Linked DNA regions of Rattus norvegicus: region 1 is linked to region 2. The links are chromatin contacts, called in public Hi-C maps. All regions are on one chromosome and are shown on one strand. The core of a region is the stretch at or near the end of the contact, and the rest is flanking DNA. Distances in the headings are between cores, read along the strand shown.

The links. A called contact is a pair of places that touch in the nucleus more often than the background predicts.
Region 1: a Hi-C map of prefrontal cortex shows a contact between it and region 2, with 6 times the contacts expected there. The contact joins the promoter of Ptprdl here to the enhancer-like site in region 2. A contact is called at or near these places in 2 of 12 Hi-C or Micro-C datasets (frontal cortex and prefrontal cortex).

Annotation. Positions count from the first base shown.
Region 1 is chr5:97,410,326-97,416,534 of GRCr8, reverse strand. Ptprdl (protein tyrosine phosphatase, receptor type, D like) reads right to left here and starts at 1,919. Exons shown (of 3, transcript XM_039111479.1): 1 at 1,818-1,919; 2 at 560-1,215. The coding sequence starts at 1,919. Ptprd (protein tyrosine phosphatase, receptor type, D) reads left to right here and starts at 1,037. Exons shown (of 37, transcript XM_063288574.1): 1 at 1,037-1,171.
Region 2 is chr5:96,827,729-96,833,532 of GRCr8, reverse strand. The region is part of intron 2 of Ptprd (protein tyrosine phosphatase, receptor type, D); the gene reads left to right. Among named protein-coding and RNA genes, the nearest start is that of Ptprdl, 580 kb to the left of the region's middle. Within about 2 kb of position 3,147, at least 10 of the 93 cell types and tissues checked have an H3K27ac peak or open chromatin away from gene starts, as enhancers often do. A contact at or near this core is called in prefrontal cortex, where this site is marked.

The DNA.
Region 1 (6,209 bases), core at 670-3,169, 580 kb before region 2:
TGTTGCCAATAGCTGTGTTCTGATCAGACATGATGGTAAACCTAAGAAAGCCTTTATCCTACCCATCCTGTCCTTGAGAAGTCGGTTCCCTGTCTACCTTTCTCAGGGATACAGGCTAAGTTCCTCTCTCCGGAGAACCAAGTCTGAAGTGCATCTGGGGGTTGGGGGAAGGTGCAAACCATTTGCATTGGGGTATCAAGGTGGTGTTGAAGCACCCTTTCATCATATACCTGTGGGCGTCGTCTCCGGAGTATGGAGGCTGCATCCTAGCAACTCTTCCACAGGTTCTCTTCAAGATAGCCGGCACCACACTGAACCCCTTCTTTCCCTTAAGCCCTGCCAAACTGGTCAGCTCCCGGACTGCAAACTACATCCTATATCAGAAGCACATCCTTAAGACAAGTGCATCCTTCTCTCTTTCTCTCTCTCTCTCTCTCCATCCTCTGACTGTACTGCTCTGGTCCCTACCTTTCAGACCCCCACTTTTCACCCCTTACCGCCAGCTTCCCTCCAAGGAAACCTGGAGCGGAGCAGCGGGGACACCTGCAGAAGTGCGCACCTGGCCTGGCGCTGTCCAGCACCCGGTAGTCGGAGGGTGCTCTCCATGCTGAGCCTGTGGTCAGGGCAAGGCCTGGCCACCCGGGATCGGGTCTCCGTCGCCTCGGCAGCCTGCCGCCCCCCGCCGGTCCTGCCCGCCGCGGCCGCGCCGCCGCAGCCATCAAGTGGCTCGTTAAGGAAATGCAGGTGAGCGCGGGCGGCGCGCGGGGCCGGGTGCGAGCGCCTGTGCGCGAGCGCGAGCAAGCCAGCCAGCGGAGTGCGAGCCCCAGCATCCCGGGCGCTCCCTCCCGCCGCAGCCGCCTGGTCCGCCCCGCCCCGCCCCGCCCGCGCGCACCGCCGCACCTGCGGGCACTCGCCCCGGCGTCTGCGGGACCCGCGGGCTCTGAGTGCGCCGCCACCCTCCCGCACCGCCCTCGCACACGCAGATACCACTTTTAAAGAAGCCGAAGCGCTGCAGCCCACCGATGCCGAGTGAGCGCTGCCAGCTGTAGCCCTTGCTCTCCCTGTCTGCAGTTGAGCCCGGACCCTGGAATAGAAAGACAGTTCTTGGTTGCACTGGAAGAAAGGGAAGGAAGACTCCTCTGTTCCCGAGGAAAGCAGAGCGGCTGCCCTAGTAAGTAAAACTGCTCTCTGGTCTTGCTCTCTAAAGTGAGGCGGCTACCGAATGCTTCCTCCTGTCTCTTGTTGCCAGGGAAGAACTTGCCTTATATAACTTGAGTAATTCCTACCTGAGAAGTGCTTCGCTAAACATTTTTGTGTGGGTTTCTTTGTGGAAGCTCACTTAGGAGTGTCTGCATGTGCAGTATTCCCAGGAGTCTGATTGTAAAAGGCTCATTGTTCGAGGGCTGCTGGAAGACCTGGCTTGTGAACATGTTGGTTGGCTCTAAGACTGAATGACTATTACCTAGGAAAAGCTCGAGGATTCCCAGCCCATTGCCCCCTCCTTCCTGTCACCTTCAACCCTGGTCCACCCCCAAGTTCCATCCTTTGCTGACTTCTGTGGGTTGCTTGTTGTATCTTTAGTTGGATGGAGCATGAGCAAAATTAACTGGGTCAAGGGAAAGTTAAGAAAGATGGTTTGCAAGACTAGAAGACAATCTTACTCGGATGACTTCATGTCTGTGAACAGTTTATGCGTGGAGGAAGTCCTGGCACAAGCCTAGTTGGAGAATCTGATGAAGTTAATTTGGAGTGGAACTGTGAAAAATGCAGTGTGAGAGCGGGCTGAGGCTGTGACTCTGACACAGCCGGTTATGAACTGTGACAGACTCATCAGCTCCTGACAGGTTTAAGGGATCTCTTAAGGCTGAATATCGCTGCATCAAAAACTTTTGCAGGTAGCATTTCTCTCGGATTGTCATCCCCTGTCAGAGGCTGCAGCTTTTCTATGCATGCAAGTAGGACACCCGTCCTCTCTCCACGAAAGGGTTGAAGTTACCTTATAAGAATGAGAGACATGTGTAGCCTAACATTCGCCAATATTTTGTAATATCTAAATAAAACCTTTATGTTATGTCAGGAAAAATATAGTTGAGTCAGTTTGTTTTGCACAATCAATAACGTTTCAGCATTTCTCCCTCTTTATCACTGCCAAATGGGTTCTGAATCTAATTCTTCTTGCATTGTTACATATACAGTAGGTACAGTAGGAACTGCAGATTAGAAACAACTGACCGATTTAAACGCAAAGTTCTTGGGCACAATGGCACTTACACAGACTAGAGTAAAATAGTGTTAATGAAAGAAAGTCAATGTGATTTATCTCTAACTTTCATTTTTTCCTCTTAACATAAAACATACTTTTTTCAATAAAAACCTTGCAAATTTATAAAACTAGACTGAGAATTACAACGAACTAGCAGGCAAATTTTCTTTATAAGAACCGCTTATCAATTGATGCTTATGGAATGTCTCATAATTAATTGATACTTTTGTGGTCAAAATCTTGTCACCTCTCTACTAAAGTAGTTAAATAAAAATTTCATTGGATAATTGATTTTAAAAATATGAAAAAGACAAAATGGTTAAAAATGGAAAAGCATTTAGAGCTGTGCCATCTTGTTTGGGTGGTTCTGATTGTCTTGGGACATAAGTTTTAGAGTGATCAGACAGGACAATGAACCCGACGATGATTCCGGTGACAGAAAGTTGTAATAGAAAAGAATCACTTCAGAAAGATGTGTCATTTTCTCCTGTACATCACTTTATTTCTCACCTATTTCTCTCCATTTCAGTGATTGGATTTAAATGAATTTAAATAATTTAAACTGAGGTCACTGGTTGATCAAATTTGGATTGTGTATATGTTCTCTATAATTTGTGACCTCACATCTCTGAGATGATGTATAACATTTGAAAAAAAAACATACAAAACTGAAGGGATAATTATCCCTAAGCAGCAGTACTTAAGAATGAACCGAGCATTCAATTGTATATGTTTTACTACATATCTATTCCCACTGAATGCATGGCAGAACTGTTCATTCTGCCTCATTTCTGAAAGCAGGGAGGTATCAATTACTTTACTAATAAACTGACACACATTCTGCCTCTGTTATAATTGTGTCACACTGTTAACAAGAGTAGCCTGACTTAAAGCTGTTTCTAGTCATGCCTACAGAGATACCTGGCAACTGTTTCTATAACCACAGAGAGGTGAACCCTAGCCAGAGTGGTAAAATTGTTAGCTTTTTGACACCATTTTTTTTGTGTCATATAGGAGTTGCAACTTTAAAGTTAAAAGAATGAAGTTGCTAGTGTCAGCAGTAATGTGTTTTATTATGCAATTGTTCTTGTTATTCAGATCAGATAATGGCCTGATGAAATACATAAGCAGTCTGCAGGGAATGAATGATTAATTCCTCTAACGTATGCTTACCAAAGGAGTTTTTACTAATAAAGTGCTGTGTACCTGCATTTGCTTACAGTTGCAGTTGGTGAAAGCGAATATACCTTCCTTTCCCTTAATATAAATATAGAATTTATAAGTCTATTTCTGTAACAACCGCAACATAAATTTGATTTTGTCGACCATGTGGTCATATAATTTATGAAGTTCTGGATAGGAGGATCTTTTTTAAAAGACATAATTTAGAAAGCAAAGCAATTTTAATTAGGTCTAGGATTGCAATGTTAAACTACTGATAAAATTATTCTGCTTTTCATATGTGCAATTTGGTATTTCTTTCATGTATTGCATGTAGGGTACATGAATCCAGGCATATGGGAATGTAGAGAATGCCAGTACCAATGATGTTAAAGTGTAGTGGGAACCAAAATACTGTTCTCACAGATGTCTAGATACATGTTTAACGCTTTAGGAATGAGTAATAGCAAACCCCACAATTGTGGTTGCAATTGGTGCAAATTGCTTTCTGGTTATAGACATAGCTTTAATGTAACTTTTAAAAACTCTACTTTTCTAAAGCTTTATTATTCAAGATGATAGTGAATTGAAAGTTTGTATGTATTGAAAACAGGTGACCTGCAATGCAAATTATACATTTAAGTAATATACATGTGTCTTTTTTTTTAGAAATATTGGAAAACTATTATTTGTTAAGTAACATAATAAAAGTCATTACTTATCTATATGTGTAGCCACACATTTATCAACTATATGTCTGTATATCAATATCTGTATATACATCATATAACTTTGTTGAATATACTGTTGTTTGAGGCAAATACCTTAACTTGATAGTATCCTTCGAATATGCACCTCTACTTACCTTAATAAAGTTTAGCCACACGAATAATATAATAAGTATACTTGCTATTTTAAAGAGTGAGAAGGAAAATTAAATGAGTAGAATTTTTATTGAGTTGAATGCCAATTCAATTTATCTGTTAATATGTTTAAGTGTGATTTTTTTTCCTACCACTTTTGGTTCACTTGGATTTCGTAAGATTTCTCAAAAGCACTGTACATTAATAAGGAATAAGTAAAAAAAATCATTCATACCATCAGTAGTATAAAATTTAACTATAGTCACAGCAAGCTTTGAAATGTATTCAAGGTGTATTGAATGAAGACAAATAGCTGTAGTACAAAAAATGCATAGTATCATTAGGGGAATGCATATTGTTGGTGAAAACATGGCTTCTGGGACTCCCTGTGTTACCTAAGAAAGGTAGCTTGGTTTAAGTAACTAAGAAATTCCTGCCTAGTAAAGACAGTGCTGACAGCCGTATACCATTCCAATTAGAAAACACTATGAAACAATCTAGCATAATTACTGATGTAATTGAGTCTAACATTTGGCAAACTGTCAGACTATACTGTGACAGTCTAAGAATCCACAAAGGTGCCAGAGGCAAACATCTTGTTTGCAAAAGTGCCAAGTTAATTGTCCTGAAGCCATGTAGGACAGGCATTGGTCAGCTGCTTCTTTGGTTGGATGATCCTTGCTGTGACTCCAGAGAACCAGGATGGAGCTTGTAGGTGGAGGAGACATTTGTCTTGTGTTCCTTTGAAGCACCCTTTACTCTTGACATTGAGAAAATACCCCATCATTTATCATCTTTGAATTATCATCTTTGTAATCAGATAACAGAAGAGTTTAAGAAAACACAGAAAAAAAAGAAGCCCTTAATGGCTTTGGACTTTCAACTTCTAATACTAATCTCTTTATTTCTATATATTTATTATTTTTACAATATTACATGTATATAATATAACTTAGGCGAATTTATTTTTCCCTAAATGTATGTTGCAGAGTGTGAAAGCTGCAATGAGAACAAACCCTCCTTCAGTCTTTACGTGTTAGAGAAGTAACTGATGACTTCACATATGAAGAGATGTAAACATAGAATATTTCCCGTCTACGCAGCAGGTTTTCTGTACTACTTTAGTTGTACTAAGTTGTCAAGGACATGCTTGGACAGCACACTATGCACCTGGTAGTCAATTAACAGCCAACAAACCACTGTTTTCAAAAGATACCATCGATCCCCCACAAAATTTTCAGAGGACAGTAGTATGCCATGAGATTAGGCACAGAGTTCACTCTAAATGTCTTATATATCTCACCACTGAACTTAGTGAAATTAACAGTGTATATACACTAATCGAAAGTCAAACACAATTGAAACTCACTGGTAACATATTACCTATATTTGATTAATTCATAAGCAAAAAATAAAATATACAAATGCCTTGATTTTATAAATTCTTATGTTTCCTTAATATCTTAATAAGTATTCTCAAACCAAAGGGATGTTGATGTAAAATGGACATTACCTCTGTACTCTAACACACATTAGATGCCAGGAAAGGAATGGAACATATTTATAATTGAATATATATTTCATTTGAGTTTAAAGATGGCTTAAATAAGTCTACATAATTTTATCTGGGAGAACTTGCATTGTTGTTTATGTGTAAAGAAGCAATGAGGCTGTTTTAATCAAGTACGACATTTGTGAATATTTGATCTAATTCTCTTTTAACCTCACAGGTACTTAAGTAGTGACTTATAGGTATACTAATACACATTGTATTAAAAATTGTGACTAACAGCTTTTATGAAAGCAATACAAACTTACATTTGACCAGCTTTATTAGTAATTAAAAAGGTGATTTGTTTACCAGACACATGAACAGAGAACAAAGTAAGCAATGTGTTGAATGCCTGCCTGTGTTCTCTTTG
Region 2 (5,804 bases), core at 1,898-4,397:
CAATGTCTAGGAACCATGCATTGTTTATCATATCTGTTTTGCTCAGAAAAGATATTAAGTGTGCTCATATGTGTTCATTCATTCATGTGTGTATGTGTGTTACTCATGGGCTTTATTCAAATTGTACAATTAAATAAATTATACATACTTATTTAGAAATAAATGCATGTACTATTAAAATGTAGTATAAAATCAAAATATATGCTTCATGGTTCTTGCTGAATAACTATGTGTCAGCTAGTATATCACAAATGCTAAATGTATGCTTTCTAGATGAAGTGCTATGCGGACAGAAGGAGAGGGGGAAATGAAGGGGAGTATAGGTAGTTCAGTTAGTAGTCTTTAAAGGAAGGGAGAATGGGGTGGAAAGTAGGAGTTGGTGGTATTCCATTAGGAAGAGCAGACTTTGGGTGAGAAACATCTGTTCTTAGGCCTGGATCTTTTTAACTGTATAACCCAGTTTTAGTCTTTGTACCTATCGTTTATAGAAGTAGGTAATAACCACCCTGTTTTGAACATCAAATCCAGTAATGCATGAAAGATGCCTAATTTCCCACTACTTGGAATATAATCAGTTCTGCCTGAATGTCGGCAACTATTCTTTTATGTACCCTGGCCTGATTTTACCTTTAATATAGAATTTCAGTGTTTTTCAAGTTACAGTGGAACAGATGATTCGAAGGTGGAGAATGACATAGTTCCAAGTCCTAGCACATCTCCCTCCTGCGCTGCTGCTTTGCAGAGTTAACCACTGAGCAGATACCTTTTTTTAACCTTGCTGTTTGAATGAGCTCATCTTTTAAGAAAGTTTCCTCCTTGCATTACTCCACCATACTGCCAGTTTCCAACCCAGGAACACCACAGACTGCAGTGCAATCCCATCTGATTGTGATTGTACCGTGTACATCACAGTAATTAGTAAGGAAAAATGTCGGCCACTGCAGTATATCATTAAATAATATATGATTTTGATAATTGCAATATATTTGTACCTGTTGTGAGTTTTAAAAGGGGTTGAAAATTAATAATAACTCATTAAGGAAGGCAAAATGTTTATACTGAGGACTCACATGAGGAAGTTCTCTTTGACACATAAAGAGGATGTTACTTGTACCAGTGACATTTTGGAAGGAAAATAAATCACACTATGACTAATAACTGTAGAAGATGTATTAGTGACTGTAAGAGTTCTCACATGGAGAAAGGGTGAGTTCTGGTTACCAATTCTAATACTTTCAAGGAAAGAATAGAGAGCAATTATTGCCAAATTACATCCAAGAATACCTCAACAAAACACACTCCTCTGACAATTCCTCTCTTGCTCTTCCGTATCATAGCAAATGAACTCATGGCTTAAAAATAACAATGATTTCACTGTATGCTTATAGAAAATAAGCATAGAGAGATTCCGTGTGTTAGGTACACAGAACTCAGTGGCATCTAATTTTTTTCTGTGTTATGTGGGTGTAAAATCTGCTGTGAGAACATAGCAACTTTTTAAAAATTATTATGCATAAGGTACACGTGTCTTGGCAAAGAGTAGTGTAGATTTCACATGGACTTAGGGAGCTTTAATAATTATAAAAAAAAAAACCATTACGTTAACTTTTCCTTTACACAAAGTTTAAATACAAAATTAGCATTTGACTTTCAGAGATTTTCTAATTAAGGCTTATATAGAGTACCTTCCTTCCACATTTCACTATTTGTGGAGCCCCAAAAAGTTTAGCTCTCTTACTATGGAACCTTTAATAACATTAAGAATGAAAGAGACAACAAAATCTGTCAAGACTATACAGTGGAAGGCTTATGTGGTGTTAATTTCTTTTGTTTCCTTACATCACTATCCTATTATTTCCTTATTTAAAACATTACATATGTTTCTTGCTTGGTTTACTGTATGAAGAAGACACTTAGATTTTATTGCATGATGGCACCTTGGTTTTGTCAGATAATATGGATCTTTACATGCCCAAACACTCCAATCATCTCACATGTGGCATTGTGTGCTTCTCTTCTGATCTTTGCCCTCCTTACAAGGCACCAACTCATACTACAATCTTCTCAAACTTTCCCTGGCCTCTGCAACATATATATATATATATATATATATATATATATATATATATATATATATATATATACATATATATATATATACATACATATATATATATGTGTGTGTGTGTATGTATGTTTGTATGTATGTCTATGTCTATGTCTATGTATGTATATGTATATGATACAATGGGTCATTCAGAGCCCCTTTCCTGTTAGCTTATACTTTAAAAGCAAATGTGCACATGAAATGTGTTGCCATGGGGGTTATGATCTGACTGTGTTAGTTCCAAAGGAAAGGATTGGCTTCTGAAAGAAGTAGTGCACAAGCAGATGAAGCATGACTAACTGGTTCAGTCCAGAGGACTCCTTAACTGTAAATATTGTGCTGTTTTAAGTAAATACACAGGCTGCCTGTAAAAGCCCCTGCCCTCAAGTATGAAGTTGTTGCTAGAGTGTTTACAAGTAGCAACACTACACATGTTCACACACACACAAGTGCACACACAATTGCACACACAGACACACAGACACACAGACACACACACACACACACACACACACACACACACACACACCACGAGAGTAAAGAGAGGGGGGAGTGGTAAAAAGACTTTATATAAAATCTACCTTACATGATGTATGTCCTTCCTACCCTATTAATAGTGTCTTGGGGATCTCTCTATAGATACAGGCCCACTGTGAAACACAGAGTGGCCCTTGGATACTGTAGAGTTGCTAGTCCTTCACTTTAAAATGCTATCCTTATAAAAATGTTAGCCCTGACACTGAAGCTTCTGCAGCATTACGTCACCTGGCACATTACAAAAGGGAAGAGCCCAACTAAAAGTGGAAAGCAGAGCAGATGTGAAGCATGCGCTGAACTCCCATGTAGGGCAGCAACTTAGCTTTTCTCATTCTTCGTCCCCAGGGAAGCAGTCTTCTTTTAATCCAGTTCAGACTGTTCTAAGGCAGCAACTATTTCTGAAAGTGTTGAACATGCAGAGCCAAACTTTCTAAGTATGGTGAACAGGAGGCAGGAAAAACATGATGTATTCTTAAAACCGAGGAAAAAGGAGGAGGCCATACTAGGCGATTGCAGAGAGCCTCCCCAGGCCTGTGCTTCATGGTGCTCCCCACACACCTGGGGGAGTAGTGTGATGGGAGGCTGTGCTTGCCACTGACATCATCGCTTTCTCTACTGTTCTTTACTTTCCTTATGACTTTCATACTCCTTTAATATGCTTTTCAAACTTGTTTTCTGACTTCTTCCCTCCTATTCAGTTAAGAATCAGAGCTGTGGCTACCCTTTAACCTCATGAAAGACCTTCTCTGTGGTCACGCAAGCATATCCTAGCTGATCATCTCTTGATCAAATTTCTGGTTCTCTGGTTGTTCTTTACTTCTATTGATCCCCACTAAAAATCAGGTTTACTTTAATGTAATCTGATAGCCTTTAAGTGAAAGAAACTCTTGGAAACAGAACTCACTTACAGGAGATGTGACAATTAATATGAGGTTTTATTTTTTTTTATTTCTTTTGGATTTTTTTTTGGGGGGGTTGGGTTTTTTTTTTTTGCTCCCAAGGACAAACAGCTGAGGGGTAAAAGGCTTGCACATATGAACTGAAGATTTTCAGAAATTCCTTTCTTGCCACTATAATTCTGATGGTCGAATTCCTCCTCCAATAGAAAAATTTCCACATGTCCTCAGTGATATTTAATGGTGAGGATTAACGAAGCTGATGCATATTAGTTAGGAACCAAGCAATACCAGACTTGACATTATTTAATCAATGAAGAGAAAAGCAAGGGTAAAGCTGCACCAAGTGCATCTTGCCTAAAGACTAGGCTGAATGCACAGGTCAAGGTGGTATGAGCAAGCAGCCTAAACAAGGTTCCAAGGTTGCCACTCTCGCAAGGGGCAGAACAATGACTTGACCTGGCAGAGACAGGAGAATCAAGAATTCTTTTTTGACTAGAAGCATAAAGTAAGAGTGTAAGAACATAAGAAGAAAGACCAGAAATTCAAACTAAATAGCTCAAAGAACAACAGGGCTGAGATTAAAAGGAACGTAAAACAAAGGTCAAAAGCCAGAACATAGCAACTTCATAGAAAATATAGCAGGAAAAAAAAAGTGTCAATCGTCTCCCTCACAGGAAAGCTTTTATGTTCTTTGCAGCAAAGAATTGAAGGCAAGATTTAAGTGTAGAGATAACACACAGCTTGCAGGGAGCTAATGCTTCACTAGGAAACTGGGAATTCCACCTGGCTGTGATGGGAACCATCAGAAATGAAGATAGGTTGGCAATCTGCTGAGAAAGCATCCGTAATTGGGATATGGGATCATGGTAAAAAGGTAACATTTCTGTGTGGAGCTGTGTAACTGTCTTAGTGCACTTGACCTTGCTTTTTAAGAATTATGAGCTGAGGAGAAATCTTGTGAAGGTGGTAAGCTGTGGTTAAGTGAACAGAATTGCTCGTGGGCACTCAGATGTTATTTCTGGTTCCAGAATCAAATAAACAGGTTAATGATGTGGGATTGAAACTAAGTTTGCCAAATGTAACCCTCTGTACTTAAAGCACAGTGACTAACAGAGGGGTGTCCCTCCATTTTGTTCTTATCTCCGGACACTGTGATTGCTTCTTTAAATATCCACCATTAATTTTCTGCATATAGAAATGGTCAATAAATGATCAACATTCATTTGTGCTAGTTCATAAGGAACATTTTTTAGCAAGCAGAACAAAGAGTTTATGAGTAGTAACATGTTTCCAGAACAATCATACTCCATGGCACTTAAAATTAAATTATAAATTTTGTAATCTGTCTACATTCTAGATTGGATACCAACAGTTATTGCTAGGATGTGTTTTTATTTTAAAGCCATATGGTAGGTGTAGTGGGATCTTAAGATTTACATATTTTCTAGGATATCCATTTGAAATAAAGAAGATATTTGGCTACATTAACTTGCCTTCATCATAAGTATTACCCAGAATAACACCATCTTCTTGATGGTCTCACTAATTGAGCAGGGAGTATGGGCTGCTCCCTGAATGCAATCACCACAGTATCATTTCTGATAAACGGTGCATATTCGATTACATTTATTTTCTCTTACATAATTGCAAATAAATAAGACGCACACCATTAAACACATTTCTCAGAAACACCAATGAAGTGTTCTGAAGAATTTCTGCTTCACTTTTACATTTTAATCTTTAGATTCATGCAGTTGATAAAATTATTTTAAAATAATTAGAAACTTTGCATATTTTCCAAATCCTAAAGTGTTTTTTTTTGATGCTGTAGCTGTAACAATATTTTCATATGTTCTTGGTGAAGTCTAACAAACTCGACTACTATAATAATTTAAAATCCAAGCAGACGTGCAGCATGTGTGTACAAGTCCAGGACTGTGGAGGAACTGGAGCCCGAAGTAATCAAACTTTGATGACAATAGTGCTTTCAAGGACAGCCTGAGCTAGACAGAGAGAATAAAAGCTAATAAATAGGAGTTTAAAATATTAAGATATAACTGCAGTATAGTTAGAAAAACTCAAAACCCTTTTAATACATAAAACTGAGAATCCACTACTACATTAAATAAAAGGATAAATATCATAAACATGTGCTTTAGGATAGTGCAAACTTGTTATCTGATGACCAGCAAAAATCTAGCTATTAAGTACTTTTGTGTAATATGCACAATTTAGGTTATTTAGTAACAAAATATCATAGT